2 separate regions of the Sus scrofa genome follow, and region 1 is linked to region 2. Evidence: chromatin contacts called from public HiChIP or PLAC-seq data. All regions are on one chromosome and are shown on one strand. The core of a region is the stretch at or near the end of the contact, and the rest is flanking DNA. Distances in the headings are between cores, read along the strand shown. Region 1 holds the start of CDC7 (cell division cycle 7-related protein kinase). Region 2 holds the start of KIAA1107.

Evidence for each region. HiChIP or PLAC-seq counts read pairs in DNA pulled down with a chosen protein or histone mark.
Region 1: a contact with region 2 is called in an H3K27ac HiChIP or PLAC-seq map of skeletal muscle, with 4 times the contacts expected there. The contact joins the promoter of CDC7 here to the promoter of KIAA1107 in region 2. A contact is called at or near these places in 1 of 47 Hi-C or Micro-C datasets (heart right ventricle) and 1 of 2 datasets of contacts at active chromatin or transcription factors (skeletal muscle).

What each region holds. Positions count from the first base shown.
Region 1 is chr4:125,456,644-125,462,219 of Sscrofa11.1, forward strand. It overlaps CDC7 (cell division cycle 7-related protein kinase), which reads right to left and starts at 2,724. Exons shown (of 12, transcript XM_013997381.2): 1 at 2,593-2,724; 2 at 1,742-1,936. The coding sequence starts at 1,856. LOC106510230 (a long non-coding RNA gene) reads left to right here and starts at 2,750. Exons shown (of 5, transcript XR_002343622.1): 1 at 2,750-2,901.
Region 2 is chr4:124,948,970-124,954,391 of Sscrofa11.1, forward strand. KIAA1107 reads right to left here and starts at 1,451. Exons shown (of 17, transcript XM_021090241.1): 1 at 1,126-1,451. The coding sequence starts at 1,259.

The sequences.
Region 1 (5,576 bases), core at 1,474-3,973, 510 kb after region 2:
CTCTCTGAGTGCTGGGCACACTCCAGCTTAAGGTCTTCAAACTCGCTGATTCCTCTGCCTGGGACGCTCGGCCCCAGACACATGCACGGGCAGTTAACCCCGTCAAGTCGGAGCCCAAATGTTACCACCCCAAACCTCCTCGGACTAAAATCACAATTTTCTTCCCCAAAATGTCTTGGCACTCCTTCCCTTTGCATTGTCTTCACAGCACTAATTATGTTTGAACACACTATTTAATTTTTATTTTCTATCTCTACTACGACTTGAGGGCATTGATTTTTGTGCATCGTGAACTGATGTGTTACCAGCACCCAGGAAGCTGCCTGCACTAACAGACATTTAAGAAATATTCACCATACGAATGAAATGGTTTCAATTTCTTACCAAGCAGTAAACTGACACTCTAGAAATATATGTCATGCTTATTCTGGGGCTTCATGTACGGCCTAAAATCAGGTCTCCTGTAACAAGGGAGATCATACCATTTAGCCCAAATTGGGACACTCTGAGAATGAAAGGGGGCGCTAAGAATTACACTGTGACAACAGGCATAAACTAGACCCGTCTCGGGCAAACCAGAACACTACCTGTAACCCGTCTTAGAAGTGTGGGCCAAGGGCATCCAGATAGCACCCCGCAAGCAAGCCTTCTACTCAACAGTATGGAGGAGACACTCAGTGCACACAGAGTTTATACCTCATTCTTTCAACTCAAAAGGTTTTATCACTTATTAAACTTGGCATACGGCAGATACTTCAAAAAAAAAAAAAGTTTGCTGAGAAAAGGAAAGAATAAACATTTGATTTAATACTATGCCAGATACTTTGTTCACTGCAGTGGGTTTTTTTCCCCTTCTGTTTTTAGGGCTGCACCACAGCATATGGAAGTTCCCAGGCTCCGGGTTGAATCAGAACTGCAGCTGCCGGCCTACACCACAGCCACAGCAACGCCAGATCCTTAACCCACTGAGCGAGGCCAGGGATTAAACCCTCGTCCTCATGGATACTAGCTGGTTCGTTACTGCTGAGCCAGGTCGGGAACTCCCAAAAATAATATTTTTGAACAAGTACTAAATAACGCTTAAGACAAAGATGGAAAAAAAGACTCAGCTACATTTAGGAAAAAAGAAATACAACCAACAACCAACTGGAACCCCTATTTAACCAATATTTATTAAATGCCTGCCTTGTCCCAGGCACTGTGCTAGAGCAGGAATAAAGACGCACATTACAGAATGCAAACTCAGGCACTGTTTGACCCTCTCTCTCATTTCAAGGTCAGGCTAAGTGGCAAATAAAACTTCATGATGTACACTGAGATACAGTCCCTAATTATCACTGCAAACATTTCATTTACTTTTGTCAGTGAATACTGCTGCTGCATACTTAAACCAAAATCCCACCAACGTCAATTGCTAAATCCAAGCTTAATGCAATATAGTGGTAGAAATTCTAGAAGAGAAATTCCCGTCGAGTATCAACAAACTTTGTGTTCTTTGACAACCAGGAATATTTAGACTAGCAACTTCATCTGTAAAATGGTATGGTTAGACGACAATCCTCCCAAAATGCAATCCAATTCCCAAACTAGACCTTAGAAAGTTTTACTGATTCATAAACTGCTCCTATTTAAATACACAAGTCACTTGAAATTTCAGGAAGTGTTCTGGGCCTTGTGTTTGTTTTTTAATAATAGAAATTACAGAATTGTTGCCTGTACATCTTTGGAAATAAACACATACCTGGTAGTTTAAAATTCTGCTCATGTTTTTTTAATGAGCCATCCGCCTGAAAGCGGCCATGCAGAGGAGAAAAAGCCATTGGTTCATCCATCTGAACCCCCAGAGACGCCTCCATCACAAAGCAAGTGGGGTGCAAAATGCCAGCTAAGGGGTCATGTCCACAGGGGGAGCAAAGCAGCTGTGAAAATCAGAATTCTGGAGCAGGTGAGAAGTTTATATCACTCAGTGAACTAAACACTAAAAAGTGCTACTGTCCCCCAAGGGGCAAACATTTAAAAACGCACCGTAGGTCAAAATTCCCCAAGGAAGGGGAAACTTGAGCCATTTCTAAGGATTCCATTGGCTTTACTTTCACATCGCAGAAAAAACCAGCAGGGGGCCGAAGGGAAAACCGCCCGGCGACGGTGGGACGGGGGCGCCGGGGGCTGCAGAGGCTGCGACCCGGGTCGGGGAAGCCTTAGTGGGGACAGCGGTTCGAGCCGAGGGAGAGGCTGGCAGAGGAGAGCGCCCGACCACTGAGAGGGGGCGCCGGGGGTCCGTCCAAGGCCCCACGCAAGTTGGTGGAGAACTGACACGACCTTGCTCGCGAGCGCCCGGCGGGGAAGCGGGCATGAATGGGATCCTTCCGGCAGCGCGGGTCGCGCGCTGCGCGGGGGGAGACCCGGTGCCCGCAAACCCGAGACCGCACGGGACGCTGAGTGCGCAGGCGCACGACTTTCCCGCCGCAGGTCAAAGGGGTCCGAAAAGTCGGGGGGGGGGCACTGCGCTGCGACAAAATGGAAGTCACGATCCAGAACTCGTTTCTAATCCCTCACGAGCCCGCGCCATGGGACAAACCGTCGGAAACTCACGGTTTAAAGGAATACGACTTCCGTGGCTCCCCAGAAGCCTAGGTTGCCGCTTCCAAGAGCGCCCACCTAGCCAGCCGGCCAACCGCGCCTGCGCAGCGCTTCCCGCCTCGCCGCCTCGAGTCGCACATGCGCAGTGTGAAGCCGGCGCGCCGCGGTTTCTGCGCCGAGCGCCTGCGCAGGGGGTGGGTTCCTGCCCCAAGGCGGAGGCTGGTCCAGGAACGGTTGCTGATGGAGAGCCGGGGAGTGATCCTTCGCTGGAAAACGGTGACCCCTAAGGTTAAGGATCTAACAGCACTCGGAGGAAAGAGAGTAAGTCAGAGACAGCAGAGTCTCATTCTCACCTAGAGAGACTTTGGACCCTCCGGATAAAAGACGTTCACTTTCTCGACTCCCAGCTTTCACTTCTTTTGGTGGAATGCCCCCACCTGTCCGTTCAAAACAAACAAACCAACAAACAAAGGCAATTGCTAGTTGTTTGTGGCTGTATTCAAAGAAACAAGCCCAGTGACATTCTCACTGCCACTTGGTCAGTCAGCATATATTTGAGCCCTTGGCTCTGAGGCTGGCTTCGAGAGGCTGGGGTTACAGCGGAGAAGACGCCCTAGAAAACCCCGCCGTCCCTTTATGAAGCCAAGTTCCAGTGAGACAGTGACAATAAATAAATAAATGAACAACATTCTTCTAGATGTTGATAAACGCTCCGAAGGGAATAAAGTGGAAGGACGCGATCGTGACAGAAGGAGGCATCGTGTTGGGAGCCAAATGGGAAAGAGACTAGTTGGCCAAGGGTAGATCAAGTGCAAGGGTAGGATATCAGCTTAGTAAGTTGGGGGGAGGGAGTTTCACAGAACACCAGCATCAGGCAGGGCCACTCTGTGACCTCGATATGATGGATCAAGACAGAAATAAGGTCATTCTGTAATCTTGTCTAGATATAGACCAAATGTAAACATTTTGTCAAGCCACAAAAATGAGCAAACATTTTCTTCTCCTGGCTAATGGGAGCGACTGCTGCTTCTTTACTAATTAAAATTTTAGCCTCTGTAAACACTCAGCCATTCTAGATAGTACTTATTAAAATACACAATTATAGATTTACTCCTGCCTTCCTACAGCTCCCAATAAGTCCCTCTTCCTTGAACCCATCCCTAAATCATGTAACACAAACCCAGATTTCTAACACCCTCTTACTGAGATGCTATATGGTTGTCCCTGGTGTGCATTCTCACTGAAACCTAACTTGTTCAATTGCGGTTCCTCCTGCTCTTTAGCTGGAGGGCATTGACAGTACTCAAGTCCAAGGTGTCTACTAGATAGCTAAGTGATAATGTCAAGTGAACAGGTCTGGAATAGAGTCTAGGCTAGAGACATAAATTTGGCAGTTATGAGTTTATGCATGAAACTTAAAACTTTGGGACTAGATGCTATTATCAAATCAAAGATTATAGATAGAGAACGGGGCTATGGGTATCCCCACTCTTTCAGAGTTGGGCAGAGGAAGAAGAAGAGCCAGCGAGAGACTGGGAAGGAGTGACCTGTGAGGTAAGAAGGTGATGCCATAGTGATCAAGAGGAGAAAGTTTTGCAGTTGGAAGGAAGGGTCAACTATAGCACGTGCTTCATGGAAGTCAAAGGGTGAGGACGTAGAAATGATAATGAATTTGGCAACATGGGGACCAGTAGCTTCTCTGGCAAGAGTAGTTTCAGAGGCACAGGGAGGCAGAATGACTAAGCTGTGTGAAGAACAAAAGGTGTACAAGTGGAGACAAGTCTTCAGGTTTTGTTTCTTCGGTTGGTTGATTTCTTGTCTTGTTTTTGCTTTGAGGGGAAGATCAGAGAAATAGGATGGTGGTCCCAGCTGGTCACATAGAGCAGAATAGAGCAGGGGAAGTGTTTTGTGATTGATGTTGTGTTGGCAGGTAAATGCTTATGTTATAGTGAGAATGATGACGTGCAGAAAGAAGTTGTGGGTGCTGGAGAAAAGGGAGTACCTATAGGAATGAAATTATAGAGGAAGACGAAGGAATGGATCCAAAGCATAAGGAGGGGGAATAGGCCTTTGAAAAGTATCCAGCCTCCCATTCTTTTAACAAGAGGGAAAACCAGATTTAATTCAGATACAATGGTTTGGGTTGGGAAGAATAAGGTATCTCCTACCTGACCTCATCCATTTTCTTAATATGAGGTGAGGTCTTAAGTGGGAGGGGGGGGGAACATTAGAGGTTCAGTGAGGTCAGAAGTATCTTCTGAGAGTGAGAAGGTAACTCTAGAAAGACTGTGAGACTGCCAGCAGTGTTGGACGGCTATTTTCTATTCGTGTCGTAAATTTAAAGTGAGTCCAGACAGCTGAGCGTTATATTTATTTTCTCAAGGAAGCTTCAGTCAAGAGAATGCAGATTGGAAAGGGGTCGTTGGGTTTCACCAAGGATGAAGATCACACAGAGAGGGGCAAGTGAGGATGTTTACAAGGAAGGGGTTGTACTGATGCATCACGGAATCTTTGGGAGTGAAGAGGAAAGGTTTTAGGAAGTGATTGATGATAATATTAGCTTGATGGATGGATCAAGCAATAGATAAGAAGTGCAGGGACCAGTGAATTGGAACTCTTGCTGTAACTGAGGATTGGTATAATGGAGGTATAAGTTTGCGTTAGAAGGATAGAGGTAGCAGAAGTTTGGTGGCGTGGTGAAGATTGGGATTTCAGAGATAAGAGCATTCCAGAGGGTGGTTAAATTTGCTGGATGTATTGTGGTGATTTGGCACGGACTGTGCCTAGCAGTAGACTAGGTCCTGTGGTATGGCGATGGCTAAGGAGAGGACTCTTCTCTTAAGTAGTTTGAAGTCTGTCTAGGGGTTGAAGTGGACAGTTTCCATGCTCATCCTTCACCAAAAGCCAGCTATAAGCACGTCTTTCTCGGGGGAGCCTCCCCTCACTGAGAAGGTTAGGTCTCCAGATGCAGCTTTCCATGGCATCTTGTCTTCCTT
Region 2 (5,422 bases), core at 201-2,700:
TTCAAGGTTCACAATTAGCCAGAAGAATAGAGCCACTGAAAAGGAGCGTCTCATCCTTAGAGACTCATCCTAGAAACAGAACCTCACTTATTTTTTTACGTCAATTCCACAGTGGAGGACACAAAGCAGACTCTCTCATTGACAGATAGGCTCAAAGTAAAAGGAATTTTTTTTTTTTTTTACTTTATAAAGTTCAGTTTACAGCTGCTGGAGCCTTAAGGGTGGGGAACACTAAGCACTTTCTAAAGGTGGAATACTGCATAACCCTTAGTGATGAAGTGTCATTATGTTTACATGAGTTCAGTAGTCCTCAAAGGGTGACCCAGGCCAGCAGCATCAGCATCCCCTGGGCCCCTGCCAGAAATGCAAACATCTCAGGCCCCATCTCAGACTAGCTGTTATCAAAACTGTCCTCTGGGCCCCAGGAAACCTAAGCCCTCTTCCTGATTCTGATGAACCCTAAAGTTCAAGTGCCAATATTTTGGTGGAAATGGAAACCAGCTAGGGAATATTCCTAAGCTTCATTTTATTCACCACAATTTTGAGTTAAACTTCACAACAACCCTCCATTTGCCCGAGTCCTCATGGGAGCTGGGAGTTGCTGTGGCTGCTGGGGGTGGCGGAGGAGTCTAGGAGAGGGGAAGCCAGGTTGCAATCAGCAAAGATTTCCATGTAGGCACTCCTGCTAAATCGTTCAAAGAGAGCTCAGCAGAGACCTCCAACGTTCCAGGAATTTGTTCATTTTTCACTCATTCTAAGCAGACATTCACTCCCTCTTCTACTTTTACCATGTTTCTTAGTTGTGTTTAACAACTGTGTACGTTTCAAGACCACGAAACCTGAATCCATCTCGACAGGAGCGAAAGTCTTCCAAGACCCAAGCCTGCCCGCGATGGAGTGTTCTGGCAAACGCCGGTGCTGCACAGAGCTAGAGAGGCGTGCCCGCTGTCTTTGTGAATCCGGTGTGTGCTCTCCGAGGTGCCCCGGGTCGGTGACACGGGGCGAGCGAGCCCGCTTTGCTGGGAGGAATCGGGGGAAGGGGAGGGATGGAGAAGCGGCGCGGGAGCCGCAGCTTCTGGGGCGGAGGTGGGCGCCTGCGGCCCCGGAGTTCCCGCCTCCTCCTACCTGAGCAGGTCCTGGCTGAGCTGCTCCGCCACCGCCGCCTTCAGCCGGCGCCGCTCGCAGGGCCCCTTCCTGCCAACTCCGGGGGACCCCGGGGGCACCACGGGGGCCGCGCCACCCTCCCCACAGCGGGCCATGTCCCACCCGGCGCGGCGGCGCCCGCGGGGCCCCGCGCCCGGCCGCCCTTCCCCGCCTCTGGGACGAGGGGGCGTTTCCGACCGGACGCTCGGCTCCAACCCGAACCCGCCCCCTCGCCTCCCGCCAGGGGGTGGCCGGCCCTCCGCAGCCGCCGGCCCGCAGCCCCGGGGAAGCTCGGGGGCCGGCCCGCGCCCACGTGACCCGGCGGCGGTGCGCAGGCGTGCTGGCTCTGTTTACCTCCGCCGCAGGCGCTCCGCCCCCTGCCGCCCGGGGAGCGAGCTGCCCGCTGGGACCCGCCGGGTCGGCTCTGGATCCGGGGCCCTCTGGCTGAGCGCTCATCTCCACTTATGCTTCATTGAGAGCCTAGTTCAGCTCCACCTGTGCAGCCTTCCCACACCTTGTCGTCCTGGGATGCCAGCGCTTTTCTTCCCCAGAGAGACAGGTGCCCTAGACGTGTCACACTCTCTCCTTAACTTGCTTTGGGCAAGAAAAATTGGGATTGTGGGAGTTCCCACTGTGGCTCAGCACCACCTAATCCCACGAGCATCCAGGAGGCCCGGGATTCCATCGCTGGCATCGCTCAGTGGGTTAAGGATCCCGGGTTGCCATGAGCTGCCGCTTAAGTCAAGACACCCCTTGGATCCCGCCCTGTTTGGCTGTGGTGTAGGCCGGGAGCTGCAGCTTGCGTTCCATCCCGGTCCTGGGAACTTCCGTATCCACAGGTGCGAGCCTGAATAAAAGACCAAAAAAAAAAAAAAAAAAAAAAAAAAAAAAAAAAAGAAAGAAAAAATTGGGATTGTGAGGAATGGGGAAGAACTTCGTAAAAATCAGCAGAGGTCACAACACTCCTAAGTCCCCTGCAAAGGGTGTATACAGCATCTAAAAGATTCCTTCTCCTTCTAATCCAGGAACTGGTCCTGAACTTTAGCTGAGAAGTGTCAATGATACTCCAGAGCTTGCATATAAAGCTATAAAATTTATGAGGAGGAAGAAAGGAAGTTGGATTGTACGGGCAGAGCCTTCAATTGAGCAGGAAAGTGGGTGGATTGATGAGCCATAGAATTTCGAATATGTTAACATGAAGAAAAGAGATGGAGAAAAATCACTTTAAAAGTCTTTTGGTATTTTTGTATTTGATGACTTCTTCCAAAGGAAGAAGGCTCGGTTACTCGGCTTCATTCAGAAGCTCTGCACAAGGAAACAAACACGTGCTAATTGCTTGGAAAATATGTGGATCTTGTACCCTAAGATTGGCCAAGAGTAGCCATTTCTCCAAATAATGACCTCAATTTCTCAGACACCTTAATTCTAAAAAATATGATGGATAACTGATTCTTAATTAATCCTGTAGAATAGAGGAATGTCAGAAATAACACGAGTTAATATTTATTGAGAGTTTTTTTAGGCGAGAAAACTGATCTACCTGCTTTCTAAGTATTAACTCAATCCTCATAACCACCATTTAGGTAGGTTCTACTATGGGCCCAATTACAGATGAGGAAGTTGAGGCATGAGGGGGTAAGTAATCTGGTCAAGGTCCCCCGGCCAGTAGGTGATGGTCTCGGTATTAAAACCCAGGCAGTTCAGCACCAGATTCTTTCCCTTCAAGGTCCTGTAAGATTTCTACCATGCCCCTTCAGCACCTGGTGAAGAAGAAATTAGGCTCCTCTTCTGGTTGGGAATGGATGACAGATGGTTTCTGGCCCGTGTGAATTTAATTCTCTTAAACTGCCTTAAGTGGTATAGACATCTAGGTGAAGTAATTAAGGAAAAAATACTGTCTTAAAAAACAAGGAGTTCCCGTCGTGGCGCAGTGGTTAACGAATCCGACTAGGAACCATGAGGTCAGTCCCTGCCCTTGCTCAGTGGGTTAAGGATCCGGCGTTGCCATTTGCTGTGGTGTAGGTTGCAGACGCAGCTCGGATCCCGCGTTGCTGTGGCTCTGGCGTAGGCCGGTGGCTACAGCTCCGACTGGACCCCTAGCCTGGGAACCTCCATATACCGCGGGAGCGGCCCAAGAAATAGCAACAACAACAACAACAAAAGACAAAAAAAAAAAAAAAAAACCAAGAAAAATAATGTTAATGGTCCTTATCGTTCCACCATTAGAGTTTTGTGGGTTTTTTGGTTGTTTTTTTTTTTTTTTTTGTCTTTTTGCTATTTCTTGGGCCGCTCCCGCAGCATATGGAGGTTCCCAGGCTAGGGGTTGAATCGGAGCTGTAGCCACCGGCCTACGCCAGAGCCACAGCAACGCGGGATCCGAGCCGCGTCTGCAACCTACACCACAGCTCACGGCAACGCCAGATCGTTAACCCACTGAGCAAGGGCAGGGACCGAACCCGCAACCTCATGGTTCCTAGTCGGATTCGTTAACCACTGCGCCACAACGGGAACTCCTCTTCACTTTAAGATAACGAAAGCTAGAAAGTCCTGAGGAACTAGCAACAGGAGCTCTGAAGATAAACATTGTTAAACTCATCATTTTGTTGTAGGTTGGCCTTAATTGTGATCCTCGTGTGTGAAAAAGAAGTTTAGGTAACACTGTCTTGGAAGGCAGAGAACTCTTCTAAGCACTACAGTTTCATGGCAAAGGTGATTTTCTTGAATGTATTTTTTTCTTTCTTTAAAAAAGTTTTCAGAGTTCCCATTGCAGCTCAGTGGAAACAAACCCAACTAGAATCCATGAGGATGTGTGTTCAATCCCAGGCCTCACTCCGTGGGTTAAGGATCTGGCGTTGCCTCGAGCTGTGGTGTAGGTCACAGATGTGGCTCAGAAGCCAAGCTGTTGTGGCTGTGGTGTAGGTCGGCAGCTACAGCTCCAATTCGACCCCTAGCCTGGGAACTTCCATATGCTGTGAGTGTGGCCCTAAATTGATAAATACAGTAAAAATGTTTTCGTCAGAGTTCTTTTGTGGCACAGTGAGTTGAGGTTTCAGCGTTGTCACTGCAGCAGCTTGAGTTGCTGCTGTGGCTCCGGTTCGATCCCTGGCCCAGGCACTGCCACATGCCACAGGGGTAGCCAATACAATACAATAAAATAAAAATGTTTTCATATGAAACGTTTCAAACATGCAAAGATGTAAAGAGATGTGCAATGAACCCTAATATACCCATTACCAAAATGCGACAATTATCAAGATTTGGGCATATATGCCACATCAAGTTTCCTTTCCTTTCCTTCCTCTTCACTCTTTCTTCCTTTCCTTCGAAAAAAATTTAAAGCCCCAGACATCATTTCATTTGACTCCTACGTACCTCAGTCCACATGGCTAAAAAAATCTGTACATTTTCTTACCTGACATATTCCTTATAAATTGACAGTGATTGTTTACCATGTATCCTATTGTAAAACTTGGTTCTTAGATCTCCTGAGTCTCTTCTGATCTAGAGCGGTTCCCTCTCCTGTATCTTCCCTCATGACACTGACATTGGAGCAGAAGCCTGACAGATTTCACCTACAGAGTATGTGCCACCTTCTAATTTTCCCCTGGGAGCATCCCTGACCACGTTCCTCTATCCCTTAGACTTGCGGTAAATGGAAGTTGTTTTTATTTTTTTAATTTTTACTTATTTATTTATTTATTTATGTCTTTTTGCCTTTTCTACGGCCACTTCCCATGGCATATGGAGGTTCCCAGGCTAGGGGTCTAATCAGAGCTGTAGCCGCCAGTCTACGCCAGAGCCACAGCAACTCGGGATCCGAGCCGCGTCTGTGACCTACACCACAGCTCATGGCAACGCCAGATCCTTAACCCACTGAGCAAGGGCAGGGATCAAACCTGCAACCTCATGGTTTCCAGTCGGATTCATTAAGCACTGAGCCACGACGGGCACTCCTAAAGTTGTTTTTAGAGGCTTGATTAGATTCAGGTTCAATTTATTTTAGCAAAAAATATTTTATAAGTGGTCTCAGTTTTCTATTGCTGCTGAACAAATTATCACAAAATTAGTGGCTTGAGCACAATACAAATTTTTTACTTCAATTCTATCAGTTAGAAGTCCCACATGGGTCTCACTGGGCTAAAATCCAGGTTTGGGCTGGACTGCATCCCCTTCTGAAGGCTCTAGGGTAGACGTTCCTGGCTTTTCCCACCTTCTCAAGACGACCCACATTCCTCAGCTCTTGGCTCCAGTTCTCCACCTTCAAAACTAGCAGGTTGGA